2 separate regions of the Drosophila melanogaster genome follow, and region 1 is linked to region 2. Evidence: chromatin contacts called from public HiChIP or PLAC-seq data. All regions are on one chromosome and are shown on one strand. The core of a region is the stretch at or near the end of the contact, and the rest is flanking DNA. Distances in the headings are between cores, read along the strand shown.

What was found. HiChIP or PLAC-seq counts read pairs in DNA pulled down with a chosen protein or histone mark.
Region 1: a contact with region 2 is called in a Psq HiChIP or PLAC-seq map of the Kc167 cell line, with 2.5 times the contacts expected there. The contact joins the promoter of CG3655 here to the enhancer-like site in region 2. A contact is called at or near these places in 25 of 107 Hi-C or Micro-C datasets (the Kc167 cell line, the S2 cell line, cellular blastoderm embryo and 10 more) and 1 of 6 datasets of contacts at active chromatin or transcription factors (the Kc167 cell line).

Annotation. Positions count from the first base shown.
Region 1 is chrX:1,132,734-1,139,466 of dm6, reverse strand. It overlaps CG3655, which reads left to right and starts at 4,571. Exons shown (of 5, transcript NM_001103392.2): 1 at 4,571-5,282.
Region 2 is chrX:1,071,127-1,077,638 of dm6, reverse strand. It overlaps CG3655, which reads left to right. Exons shown (of 5, transcript NM_001103392.2): 3 at 127-429; 4 at 542-1,206; 5 at 1,339-4,598. The coding sequence starts at 201. The coding sequence ends at 2,136. All of the region lies in intron 1 of lncRNA:CR44779 (long non-coding RNA:CR44779), which reads right to left. Among named protein-coding and RNA genes, the nearest start is that of CG14629, 23 kb to the right of the region's middle. Within about 2 kb of position 4,853, at least 1 of the 39 cell types and tissues checked has an H3K27ac peak or open chromatin away from gene starts, as enhancers often do. A contact at or near this core is called in the Kc167 cell line, where this site is marked.

The DNA.
Region 1 (6,733 bases), core at 3,322-5,821, 62 kb before region 2:
ACAAATGGAACTGGAACCCAGACACGAGGCCATGTATGTGCATCTGTATCTGTATCTTTGTCCGTGTCCGTATCTGTATCTGTATCTTTGTCTCTCCGTCCGTCTGTCGCATCTGTCGGATACGTGACACTCCCGCACAATTTTCTCCTTTCCACTGGACACGTTTCACTGTTTTTATCGCTGATGTCGTTTCGGGGGCCTTCATAAAGTGTCGCGATATTCATAAAGATAAAGCTCGCTTCTCGTCTTTGTCCCTGTCGCTCTATCCCTATCTCTCTCTCGCTCGCCATCTCCTTCGTTCCCTCTACGTGTGACTTTTATTGCTCTTTCTCTCTATCTTCATCCACCACCCCCCCACCCCACCCACGTGTGGCCACCCATTTTGCGGCCTTGCCCAGCAATTAAAATGCCCATTAGCCTCTATTAAAATACCATTGACTGACTCCAATTCCGATTCGGGCTTGGCTTTAAGTGGCATGGTGTGGCATTCCCCGTGTGTCCGCCACATCCACATCCACATCCGTCCGCAGGCAGGATGCTCCACTGTACAGGGACCTCGGTCCAGTCTCCTTTGAGGCAAATTTAATGCGATTAAATGCAACAACCAGAGAAAACAACTCAATTAGAAGAAGAGTGGCCGCAAAGGCAGGAGTTGCAAGCCGCAGGAGGAGCACTACATGAGTTTCCCCCATTAAAGGCCGTCAGTTCGTCAGTTAACGGGAAAAGTTTGCAAATATTATTACGAAAATGTTAGATCGATTTTTGAATGGTCATAATTATTGTTATATGTATGTAGTTGTAGATAGCAGGCTCACAAATTCAAAGTCAAATTTCCTTTAAATCTGTCATATTTTAATATGAATTATGAATAACTACCTTGTGGGAAAACTTTACATCGAATTAATTCCAGCATAGCCCTAATTTTTGCTTTCTTCTTGCTATTAGCCACTTTCGGATTCATTTTATTTGTCCTTCTTTTAACAACACCCTCCCCCCCCCCCCACACTGTTTTCCGTACTGCCAAAAAAGTTTTTCGCCTCGCCGTCGACTTTTTGACACTGTCGTCATATGCAGTTCATGCAAGAAAAGCGGAATTCCATCACCCACTTCCGCCCACATTGCCATGGAATTTCCCGCCCGTTCCTCGCAGCATCCTTGCATTTTCTTAGTTTTTGTTGTTTTTAGCGCTGTCATCATAAACGCAGCCTTATTAAAAGTGCACGAAACTTTTATATTAGTGCAGACAGCAACACGCTTCTACGCCCCTCAAGCTTTTCAGGTGGGTTGGAAAGGAAAGGTGGAAAGTGGAAAGTGGGCGGGGTCGTGTTGCTCTCCTGGTTATTGCCAAAAAGGCCATAACTGGGCGAACAGAGACGGAGGATGGCACTTGACTCAGATGCTAACCAGGAAATTATTATCAATGTACGCATAATTCATTAAAACGAGCAACTTTTTGCGGTCTCCGAAATCGGGGAAGCGTAGATTTTGGGGTAAAATGAAGACGATATTGCCAGGGAGAGCCATCACACATCCACTAACAGAAAGTCGTGCAAAATTTAGAATTTTAATCATTCCTCAACGACAGAAGTAGGCAACTAAAGCTGTCTTATGTAATATAATAATATCTGATAGATTGACGATCATTGGGGCTGTTTTGCGAACAAAATGCAATAAGATACCTTGAAGTCGTCGTGATATATGAATTTAGTGTATCTGAGAGTCGAGCAGAGCAGCAAGTCAGCCAGGAAGGAAGAAACTAACTAACTTTGTTAAAATTTCTCCCACACTTCCGGTCTTAGGCTAGTGCATCTTCCAGCTCGGTCTATCGCTGCGACATGTGTGCGGTTTCCACATCCCCCGACTTTGCCACTTATTTTCCACCCGCACTTGCCTTGCCACTCCTCAATGAAGTTGTCGTTGTCAAGTTTTAGACCTGAACTTTTCGCAGCTCCTCTATTTCCACGCCCACTTATGCCGCCCATTGCCGTGCATTGAAAAGCGGCCGCCTTCTCGGACCATTTTCCTTAACCCTTGTCTTATCCTCTCCGCTGGCTGCATTATAATTCGCTATTAGAAGTCACTTAAAAAGTTTCCCAAGTTTTCCATGCAGCTGCCAACATTGTTGTCAGCCACGCCCATTCGTAACCCCTCTAAATTTGCTTGGCCAAAAGTTGTGGGCGGCACAACAGTGGGTGACATTTTTTTAATTGAATAATTGTAGGCATCGTGCCAAGGGATTTCGCGTAGAGACGCATTCCTTTTCCACAGCCATTCCCGGGCTGGGCAATTACAGCAGGATGAGAGAGAGAGAGAGAGAGCTGGAAAATTCTAGGAAAAAACCAAAGTGATACTTGAGTAAAAGGATTCCGAGTTAAACACCAGGCTTTTATTTACTGCAATTGAATTGGCTGCCCGAAATAAAATACAACTACATGCGATGTGCGGAACAGCTTTAATTTTCTCAGCCCCGAGTTCCCTTGGGATAATGGTCAGTTTGCTTCTTCCAGCTCTTTTCAGATTAAGTCCCCTTTGCTGCCTGAAATTGGCAGACATTAATGGGTTAATTTGCATTAATATATTCAATTGGATGGCTCTGCCACCGGGGAAAAGCTTGGTGTTCCAGCAATGTCCTTTTGTTTTCCGCATTTTTGCTTTTGTTTTTGTTTTGCATGTTTGCGTGGCACTTGTTGTTCTTTTTACACTGTTTAATTCGATTTGCCAGCGCATTGCAATTTAATTTATTTTTCAGCCAGCCAACGAAAGTCCTGCTGCCACTTTTCGATCCGAAATGCATAATTGCATTTTAAGCGCTCACAAACAAAGACACTGCAGCACCCATTCCCATTTCGCCCCTCGAATTTCCACGCGATTTTGCCCACGTTTCCCCTCATTTTCCACCGCAAGTCAACTGAAGCTGAAATCATCATTAAAGTAATTATAACTGTCAATGAAGGGCTTGCAAAGTGCAGATAAGGATTAATAGGAAAGCGAGAGCGAGAGCGAGAGCGAGAGCGAAAAAGCGACATCCTCATAAAGGTAATTGCCGGCATAATGATCTTTCTAAATTTTCACCTGGCCAAAAGCAAAGGACCCAGGCTGTGTAGGGCTCACTTGCCTGAGGCTTTGGCGCTCATCCAGTGACTAACTGGCAAATATTATTGACATTTTGGGCTCCACTTAACGTGGGACATGCGAGAGGGAAATCAACATTAATATGTTGAAATATGTTCTTTGGATCTGATGACTGATCGGGAAAGTGAATTAAAGTGAAACGAAAGTTGGCGAGCAAAACATTTAGTGGCTAACAAGCGATTGGCAAATATAGAGTATAGATGGTACATATGTACATACGTTCAAGCATATATCGAAACTTGCTTCCAAAACGTTGATGCTCGACATTGCGCACTTTTGCTTTACACACTTGAGGCTGCTCAAGTGAAGAGCAGGTCAAACAAAAACGCAACAAAGAACTCCATACGCAAAACGAAGCTATTGGCGGTTGGCCAGGTTGACCTTGACCTTGGGGGGCAGCAGTTGGTGCTGGGGCCTCCCCTCGAAGGTCGGCGAACAGTGTTGTAGTCTCGTTTCAGCCGCATTCAAATTTAACAGCCAATTGGGATGCAATGCGCGCTTAATTACACAACATTTATGGAAACCAGTACGCGTAGTGTTTCAAAGTCAAGTGCAAAAGGCGAAGAGAAGGAGAGAATATTCAATCCGCATATTATATACCCTCAAAGTTGTAGAAACACTATATATCGTGTATATTGACGCATCGGTTTGGTGATTACGGTGTAATTTAATCATTGCGTTCACTTGGATCGAGAATGAACATCAAATGAAAAATACTTTTGCTTAAAAAAAAAAATGATCAAACTAATTAAAATTCTCGCTACGCACTCGAAGCTAGCGCCATCCCGCTCGCACCCCCATTCTGAAGTCATATCCATTATAGGCATGTTCATATATCGAACTATTTGTTTTCGATTTGTTGCATTGTGCCTTGGCCAATAATTAATAGCTGTGGCCAAAATCAAATGTTAACTTAACATACATAGATTCCCAGAGCAGCGAACATGTTCGTCGCCTCGCGACTCCCGACCACTCCGCACTAACCAAACTGTTGCGCTTGAAACCGGCCGCTACGCCTGCGCACGCGTCTGCCGTTGCGACGAGCAACAACAAGGCGCTTGGAGCAGAGTGATGGCACGACGGCTATCGAACTCCTGGCTATCTGTCGCTTTTCAAGCTGTCATAACACTGGTTGCTCTGCAAACTACAGATGATACGGATTACAGATGATATGGCTGCTTATTTTATACAAAGCGGTTCATCTGGCAGCAAAATCTCTTTTGTTACAAAAATATATAGACAAAGTATAAACTCGATTTTTCTCTCGATATGATTATTTCCTAGCGCCAAGGTGTTCGATTGGACAACACCATCGGGTTGCTTGCCCAGCAAAAGTCGGCAAACACACGACTTCGAACATGTTGCCAAGTTCGAACGCGTTCGATGTTCGACTGCAGCGGCAGAAAACCGGTGCCGTCACAACGAAAAACACGTCTGGCTTCAGTCGACAAAATTTTTTAATGCGCGCGGTTGTGCGTCGCTCCGTGGCTGAAATTTGCGATTTACGATTCGGGACTTGCGATTGTGCTGACCATTTGCCAGTATTTGATTCTCGATTTGTGGTGATTGTACCCGCCGGAATATTTGATGACCGCGAAAATGCAGGAGTTTTGAAACTAGTGGCTCGCCCCAAGGACAAAGAGGATAGAAGGATAGAAGCTAGCAAAAGGAGGCTCCGTTTTCACGTGCTTATTATCGCTCTCTCTTTCGAGCGCGCTCGTGTGTTGGTGAATGTTTATAATCATTTTTTATCTCGACGATCAATCGTTTGATACGAGAAGAAACCCAGAAGGGAATAATTTAAGTGCCGCTTTTTGTTGTAATACCGAAGTCAATACATTTTTTTCGAGTGGATGGATGTGTGCTGTTTGAATTTTGGAAAATACAACAACTAGAGAAAGAGAGGAGAGGCGAATAAGAAAGAAGAAATAATAAATAGCAAGTTGAAAGAAATTGAAAAAAAAACCGGATTCCCAGCAGAAACAACAACTAAAGAGCAGCATCAAAAGAGAAGAAAAGGAAGAAGCAGCAGCACAGGCTTCCAGTATTCCATATCTTCTTGTTGTTGCGCACACGCACCAGAAGAGAGGAGGATCGACCAGGCAGCTGTTCTCTGGCTCTCTGGAAAGTGGTCAAAGGAGAAGGAGGAGGTAAGTCAAATAAGTGAAATGTTCTCTCTTTGGCCTTCCGTTTGCGTGGGTGCGAGCGAGATGGCGCAGGCGCAGCCGTTTTCCAATTGTTGAATGCTTTTTATGTTTTACGAGAGAAAGGAACCCTTTTGTTATTGCACACAGTGTAAAAAAGGAAATGCGAAAGAGAATCGTATCGATTCCTTGTAAAATTGTTATTAATTCATTTGAAATTACACCCAAGAAAGAGGAGGGCTAGAAATGTAGTACACGGGCCTTGCACGCCTCTACTAATTCCACTTCTGATCGCATTTCACACTTGCTCTCTCTCTTGTCCGTTCTTTCCTTTTCAAAAGTAAAATCGAAAGTTGCAGAACATAGAAATAGTTAATTGTCATCCTCAGTTCAGTTTTCTACTTTTCCCATGGTGCTCCACTGATCCATTTGTTGGCGATTTGAGGAAAAAGCGTTTGGGAAGGGGCGCAAAAAGTCATTTCCAATAGTTGGTGACCGACCATTCAGACTGACATAATGAGCTATAAAGAAAAGAACGATGAACGAGGCGGAGAAGGAGGAAAATGAACGGGGGCCATGCGCATATCTTTCTAGGTATGTATGTAAATATGCTGGGCGCCATGAAAAATAAATAAAAATGCGGTTGGCATTGCACTTTGCTCGGTCGAGCAACGGCAGGAAAGCTGCCTTTCGCTCTCGATTCTGCTCGGTTTTATTTTTCTTTATTTAAGACTGTACCAACTACTATTTTATTATATTTTATTCTTTCCGCTTGCCGGGGGAACATGAGCACTTAACACGAGACACTAATTTTTTGGGGAAATATGTAAATACCTCCTCAAGCTTGTTTATTTCGTATTTAACTATATTTTGGCTTACTCCCACGAAAGTTCCTCGTAGGTCGCAGACGATTAATAAGGAATATTTTTGCTCTTTAATCAATAGACAAATTCTTTTATTTGGTGTATTAAAAGTAAAATGTATTTGTCACGAGTTTTACTCGATTCAATAAAATTAGTTCGATAGACAATTATGCTGAAATATCGATATTAGTGAGCTGCCTCGTTTAATGCCGTTAATTGAATTAGCACCCGCACTTAGGCACACACATAAACACCTTCTCACTCACTGAATAACAACAACTCGCCGGCAGCAACAACAAATTGGATTAATGCAAACGAATCGAATCGCCGAACAGGAAAGACCAAAAAAGAAAAAATGTGTAAAAGCTACAAAATGGTAAAACGATGGTTTTTAATACAAACAAATAGCTAAACACCGCACCAAAAAGCACAATCACTAATGCAAAATGAATCTTTCATAATCGACCTGGTCAAAAGACAGAGGCAGATACAGTGCAAGAGAGATAGCAAGAGGTGGAGAGGGAGATGGGGCGAACACGACATGATAATAACGGTTCCACAAATTTAGTTGCTACTTTTTTTTGTGGCTCAGCT
Region 2 (6,512 bases), core at 3,604-6,103:
AGACCTACCGGCTGGCCGCCAGCTTAAAAATGAATGATTAGGGGGTGGAGAGAAGTACAGGATGAAATGACAAAAGCAACGCCTTCTAACGACCCACCATTTCTCATTTTCCATTTCTCATTGCAGCGCCTCAGGCTGAATAAAAGGAAATCCCAGCCATAAAAAGTAAATCACTTCGGCGCCAACCAGTTCCAGTCATCATGGCTCACTCCAAGGTGATCCTTAAGATCCTGTTTTCGCTGTGCGTCTGGTCCTTCGTCATCATAGGACTGTTCAAGATGCACGGTACTAATCTGGTGCCCCAGGAGTACCAGCAGGTGCCACTCAACGGACGCATCCTGCTGCAGAAAGACATTCGCTATGCGGAAACCACCTCCACGACCACGGATCACTTCGATCCCAGCGAGATACTGGTGGACAATCGAACAGGTGAGCACGAATGCTGCGGTCAAATTAAATGACGGCAAATAATTTAATGGGGTGATCCTATAAGAACAATTTTACTAAATCTAATTGCCGCAATCATTCCTTTCTCTGGCAGCCATGGACGACGACCAGTTGGTCCGAGACGTGGAGTCCCGCATCCCCTCTCTGCCGATCGCCTACTGGAGCAAGAATAAGAACTTCCTGCAGCAGAAGTCGTCGACCTGCGCGAAGTACCCCTCCATTTTCGAGCTGGAATTCAACAACATCTACTGGCAGACGCTGCGCACGTCGAACGGAACGTTCCAGCTTTTTGGGGCTTATTACGACATCCGCCGCACCTCGTTGCTGGGACCCACTGTGCGGATCCTTGGAATGATCGACAGGATTGAGCCCAAGGTGAAGACCTACTGCCAGTTCTGGTTTGACGGCCAAAAGGAGCCGTTCATCGTGAAAACGTTTGAGTACAAGTACATCTGGTACAACAAGTGGGGCAACTACAAGCAGGGCATCTACCAGCCATATCTGATCGCATGCCAGATTCCCAAGCCCTTTCACGGCGTGGTGCCCAGCTCCGTGTCGATGGTGGAGAAGGAGTGTGATACGGCCACGAACAATCTGCGGGTCATCTACAACCGACCGCCCGACGACCAGAAGAAGGGATTTGCTGTCTGCGTCAAGGGATTGGACTTCCTCTACGACGACCTGAGTGTGCGGCTGATTGAGTGGATCGAAATGCTCAATATCCTTGGGGCGGACAAAATCTACTTCTACAATCTTCAGGTAATATTGTAATGCACATGTACTCACAAAAGTCTACTTCCAAATGGCTCAAGAATATCCATTGGAACAATTGCTCAGCAAACTGATATTCAATAGCCAATCCACACTCATCGTTCACCTATCCCTCGACAGGTCCATCCCAACATCACCAAAGTGCTCAATCACTACGAACAGGAGGGCAAGGTCCAAGTGATCCCGCTGACATTGCCCGGTGGGCAGCCAAACGTGCCGGGATTCCAGCACCTTTACCTAACTAAGAAGACGAACCACAAGCGCCAGAACGAGGTTATTCCGTACAACGACTGTCTGTATAAAAATCTCTATCTGTACGACTACATTGCACTGCTGGACATTGACGAGGTGATCATGCCCAAAGGCGGAGCGGTTTTATGGTCCGAGTTGATGGACAAAGTGCGTCCAGAGTCGCGCAAGATCAAGCCGGACGGATTCCACAGCTACAACTTCCGCAACGTGTACTTCTTGGACGACCAGCAGCACGAACACGGCTGGCACAAGGACATACCCAAGTACATGCACATGCTGCAGCACGTCCATCGTGCGAAGAACTACACCAAGCCGAATCAGTATGTGAAATGCTTCCACGATCCGGAGCGCGTGCTCACCCTCCACAATCACTTTCCACTGAGCTGCTTGGGCGGCGTCTGCAAGTCGTATCCTGTGGACACCAAGGACGCCCAGCTGCAGCACTATCGGGCGGACTGCGTCAAGACGCTGAAGAAGAGCTGTGAGGAGTATCGGGAGCATTCAGTCGAGGACAAAACCATTTGGAAATACAAGGACGAGCTAATCCGACGCACTATTAAGGCGCTGGACACCCTCGGCTTCTTCCGCCGCCAAGGATTGAATTCCGCTTCCGGTTCTGGGAGCAGCAGCAGCGGATTGGGCACCACCCACTCCACGGAGCGGTGATTCACACTTCTCGGGGGCGGAGGAGGCGGATGGTCCTGGCCCTGGCAACTGGTTGAAGCATCGGGCAGCAACATTGGCAACGAGGAGTTTTTCGTGTGAGGAGGCCAGCGGATGCCGTGCGTTTCACAATCCGAATCCGAACCGGACTCCGATCCCAAAATGGAGAACCCAGAACCCGTCCTCTAATCCCTGAGTCTCTGTTGCGCAGAGGATCACTTGTCTCTGAGTTTAGTTACTATATATGTCCAGAGTTCCCATCCAAACCCCATACGTAGCGAGGCACTGTTTTTGATTGCAATTCGATGGCATTTGTAGTTTGTTTTTAGAGCGTTGTTAAATATTACTCAACTGAGTAATACATGTAAGTTAACAATGCTTTTATAACGTTTGTAATATCCCATTGAGTTTGGTCCCTTGTAAAGATCTTCCGTCAGAATGCATCGAAATCTAAGACAGAAGCAGAGCTTACTAGTATGGCTAGTGTATAGAAGAGGCGTTAGTTAGTCGCGGAGTTGGGAGAGAAATCTTTTGAAATTGTGCCTTCGAACTTGGATTGTAGTCAGTCCCGTCCCGACCCGACCCGACCCGACCCGAATGACCCGTCCCGTCCTCCCCTATCATCCCTTCCATATATCCCAATTTTACACTTCCATTCGCAAAAAAAAAAGACACAAGGTCACAACTTTTCAAAAAATGAGACCCATCATAACATTTGCTTAAGTTAACAACAGAAAGAGAGTCGAGGATGAGGGGCAAAAGTGAAGGAAACCTAAACTAAGTTCAAGACTGATGATGTTTATTAAGAATTATAAAAACGAAAGTGAGGAAATTTCAAGCGAATTTTTGTTTTCACATTTGGATAGAATCGATATTATTGTTGTTGTATAGGCAAGTAAATGCCCCCCTAAAAATCGCAAGCGAAATATATCACTAATGCTAAGCAAAAGACAAAGCAAATTGATCAAGTTTGAGTTGTAAACTGTAAATAGGAAAATTGTTAACGAAGAGGACAAAGCCCTAAGGATAAAACTAACTATATGCGGATTAGGCCGATGTAAATCGGACAAACTAGCAGGATATTGAAGAAGAGGGGACGAGGATTAGAGAAGCTGCTCAACCCAATCCTTAAATGGTGTTTATTACCGATCGACCATCATACCCAATATTCATGTTTTTTAACTTGTACATACACATACACACACACACAAACACAAACACAAACACACACACACACACACACACTTACATAACACAGCACACAAATACACCACGCACATTTCCTTATGTAATCTATATTAATTTTTTTATAGCAGCTTAGTCAAATTGTTGTTGAAGCTAGAAAGAGTCGTGTACAGTTGGGGCAATTTGGTTTGCCTGCCAAAACTATTCGATAGTTTTACGACTACACATAAACGAACACAAATACATATACAGATACAGATATACAGATATAGACATACTTCAGTGTATTAATGTTAGTTGCTAGCTGATAAGGACAACCCGTGTGAAGGAAACCCAATTTTCTTTACTCATTTTTTTTTTTGAGTAGCTAATAAACAACATCTGATATGAGAACAAAGTGATTGGAGAATAAATTAAAAAAAAACATTTCGACTAATAGTATCAGTTATATTGAAAGCAAATTATACGTTTAGATATTAACTTAAATTCCCGATTCTGTATCCAACCTTAAATCATAATCTCTATCAGCAGCCGTTTTGGGATAAACCAAAGCCCTTTTCAGCACTCTTCCAGCTGAATGGCTCGGTAAGGATACTGTGATACGGCGAGCGTGCCAACGACGTGAGACACCAAACTTCCAGGAATGTAAACAACAAAGCATTTAGAAGGCACAAATGAATCTACTTTACGCAGGAGCAGCAGCAAAGGGGAAAGTCCTCCAGGATACCTAAAGCCACTCCACACAAAACTTTCTGCCCAAAGAGCCGAGGGATATCCAAGGAAGTTCGCAGGCACCGGACAGGACTAAGAACAAAAGGATATGGCTGGAGGTTGGGGGCGAAGAAATTTGTATAAACGCAACTTAAGTGAGCATTAAACACGCTCCACTGGAGGACCAGAAACGGAGCCGGGTGCCGGGAGCCGAGAGCAGGGAGCAGGGAGCTGCGGAACGGAACTCGGGAGCTGCTGCCAAGTTCCCGGGCGTCTAAGTTGGTTAATAAACATTACCAACGCCACAAAAACCATTTACGTGAACTATTAAAATTCCGCAGCATTTAAGTTGCCTACCAGCGCCCTTTCTTAGCCTTGTTTCACGATTATATTTATTTATATGGCACACACGAGGCGGAAACGACGGCAACAGTTTATGGACTGCAGGATAATGATTATGTTGATGGCGACGATGGTTATGAGGCGGTTTTCAACACTTTCCAGCAGCCAGCAGCAGACTACTGATTGAACATTTTCAGCTCCTAGCTTCCAGCTACCCGGAGCTTCACACAAAAAAAAATGAGAATTCGAAATGCGGCGAACTAATTAAAAATCCTATTCCCAAAGCTATTCCGTGGCATATGCGTTCCATTCATAATGCAAGCGCATAAATTCAGGAATAAAGAGCGCTGCTTAAAAATTAAAATCCGCAATTACACGACAGCCCCAGGTGATGATGATGTTGCAACTCCAAAACCGCATAAAATTCATACCCTGCGGTCAGTCCGTCGTCTGGTTGATTTTTCGTATGGCCCACTCTCTGTCCGAAAGTCTGTTTTCTATTCCGTTTCCCGTGATATTTCGGTGTATTTCTTGTCCCAACTGTGTCCATGCATTCGGGCATCGAGTTACATTCGTCCGCGGAACCTGGACGAAACATCCCGCACCTGACTGGCAACTCGAAGCTATTGTGGAGTGATGGCACTGCACTGGAAAACGCATTCCCGTAACTTCCTATCTAGGATCTTTTGCAAATTATGGTATTCCACCATATAAAAAGTAATGTAAAATCCCAAATAAGAAGACTTTACTCGTTGAGTTTTTGTAAGAAACTGATTTTATTTGGAAATATCTTCGGTTTAAATAGGTGACATGAGAATCGCATCTTAAAGTAAATGGCCTACGCAGAGGCCTAAGTAAATAGTCCCCGCCTTATCGAGGTCCCACGCTCGGGCACATCTGCCTATCTTGAGCGGCGAGGACCTTATCTGTGGTCTCCCACTAAGGGACTATTTTAGGAGGCGGGGAACGATCTCAAGTGACTGACTCATGTAGTGTGCACTTAAATTACATGTTTTTGAGCAATGCACCCATGTCGCCTTAGATAACAAAATCCTAAATATAATTTATCGCTCTCGATTCATTTACATAAGATATGAACGGAGCCCAAAATTGTAAGTCTTTAAATATATTCGTGTTCATGTGTGAACATTCTGCCAAAGGGCCAGCAAGCTGAGATGTACATTAGTATATTAGTTGCATTTATAACAGTAGTGGACTGTATTTATTTGATATATGTTCATTTATTTTGCAACTAAGATTTCAATGGGCCTAGTTTTTCTGGCTTTTAATTTTATTGGATTACAATTATGGTTTATATTATTTTTAATTCAACAATTTGTACTCAATTAACTTATTTTAAACATTTTGCTTTTTCTATGTAGAAGTACATTTTCTATTAAACAACGATATAGTGGACTGTATATTTTTATTTGTTATATTATTTTATTGTTTATTTACTATTGATATTTATAGTACTGGCAACGGACCTGCAAAGGTTATTGCTTGCATTCTTTGTTGCACAGCACATTTCCGTATGAAATATATTATTAATACTATCATTAGTATTAAAGCAATAATTAATCCAGCATGTCCGGAAATATGATGGAAATGTAAATCTTTCAATTTTTGATGGTTCTCTTTCATAAATTTAATTTCATTATTCAATCGTTCAAATTCCTCAGTATGATTTAATATTGATAGTTTCAGCGGATCCCAAATAATCTTCGGCGCTTCACTAACTTCTCCTATATAAGGTGTTGATAATAATTCTTCACTTTCGGACTGAATGTTATGGTGGGCAACTAGAATTTTATCGTCGGTTCTTGCCGTACAATATGGCGCAATGCTTAAAACTCCTTGCTGAGGCAAATCAAACAATTCAATTTGAGAGCCAGTACATTGCAGACGGACTTTTGAATTCGCAGGAACCTTAAACAACCAACTACTTTTCTTTTCTAACTCTACCCAGTAACTTTTAGAGTCGACTACTGTTTTATAGATGCAGTTCGCCGCTTTATCTGGCTTTAGAGGCTGAATCTCACATGCATTATCATTCGCTGAATTCCAGGGCCAACTTCCTTTGCATATTCTCTTATTTAGTTGCCATTTCTGACATTGATTTAATGTGGCTTCCGTCATTA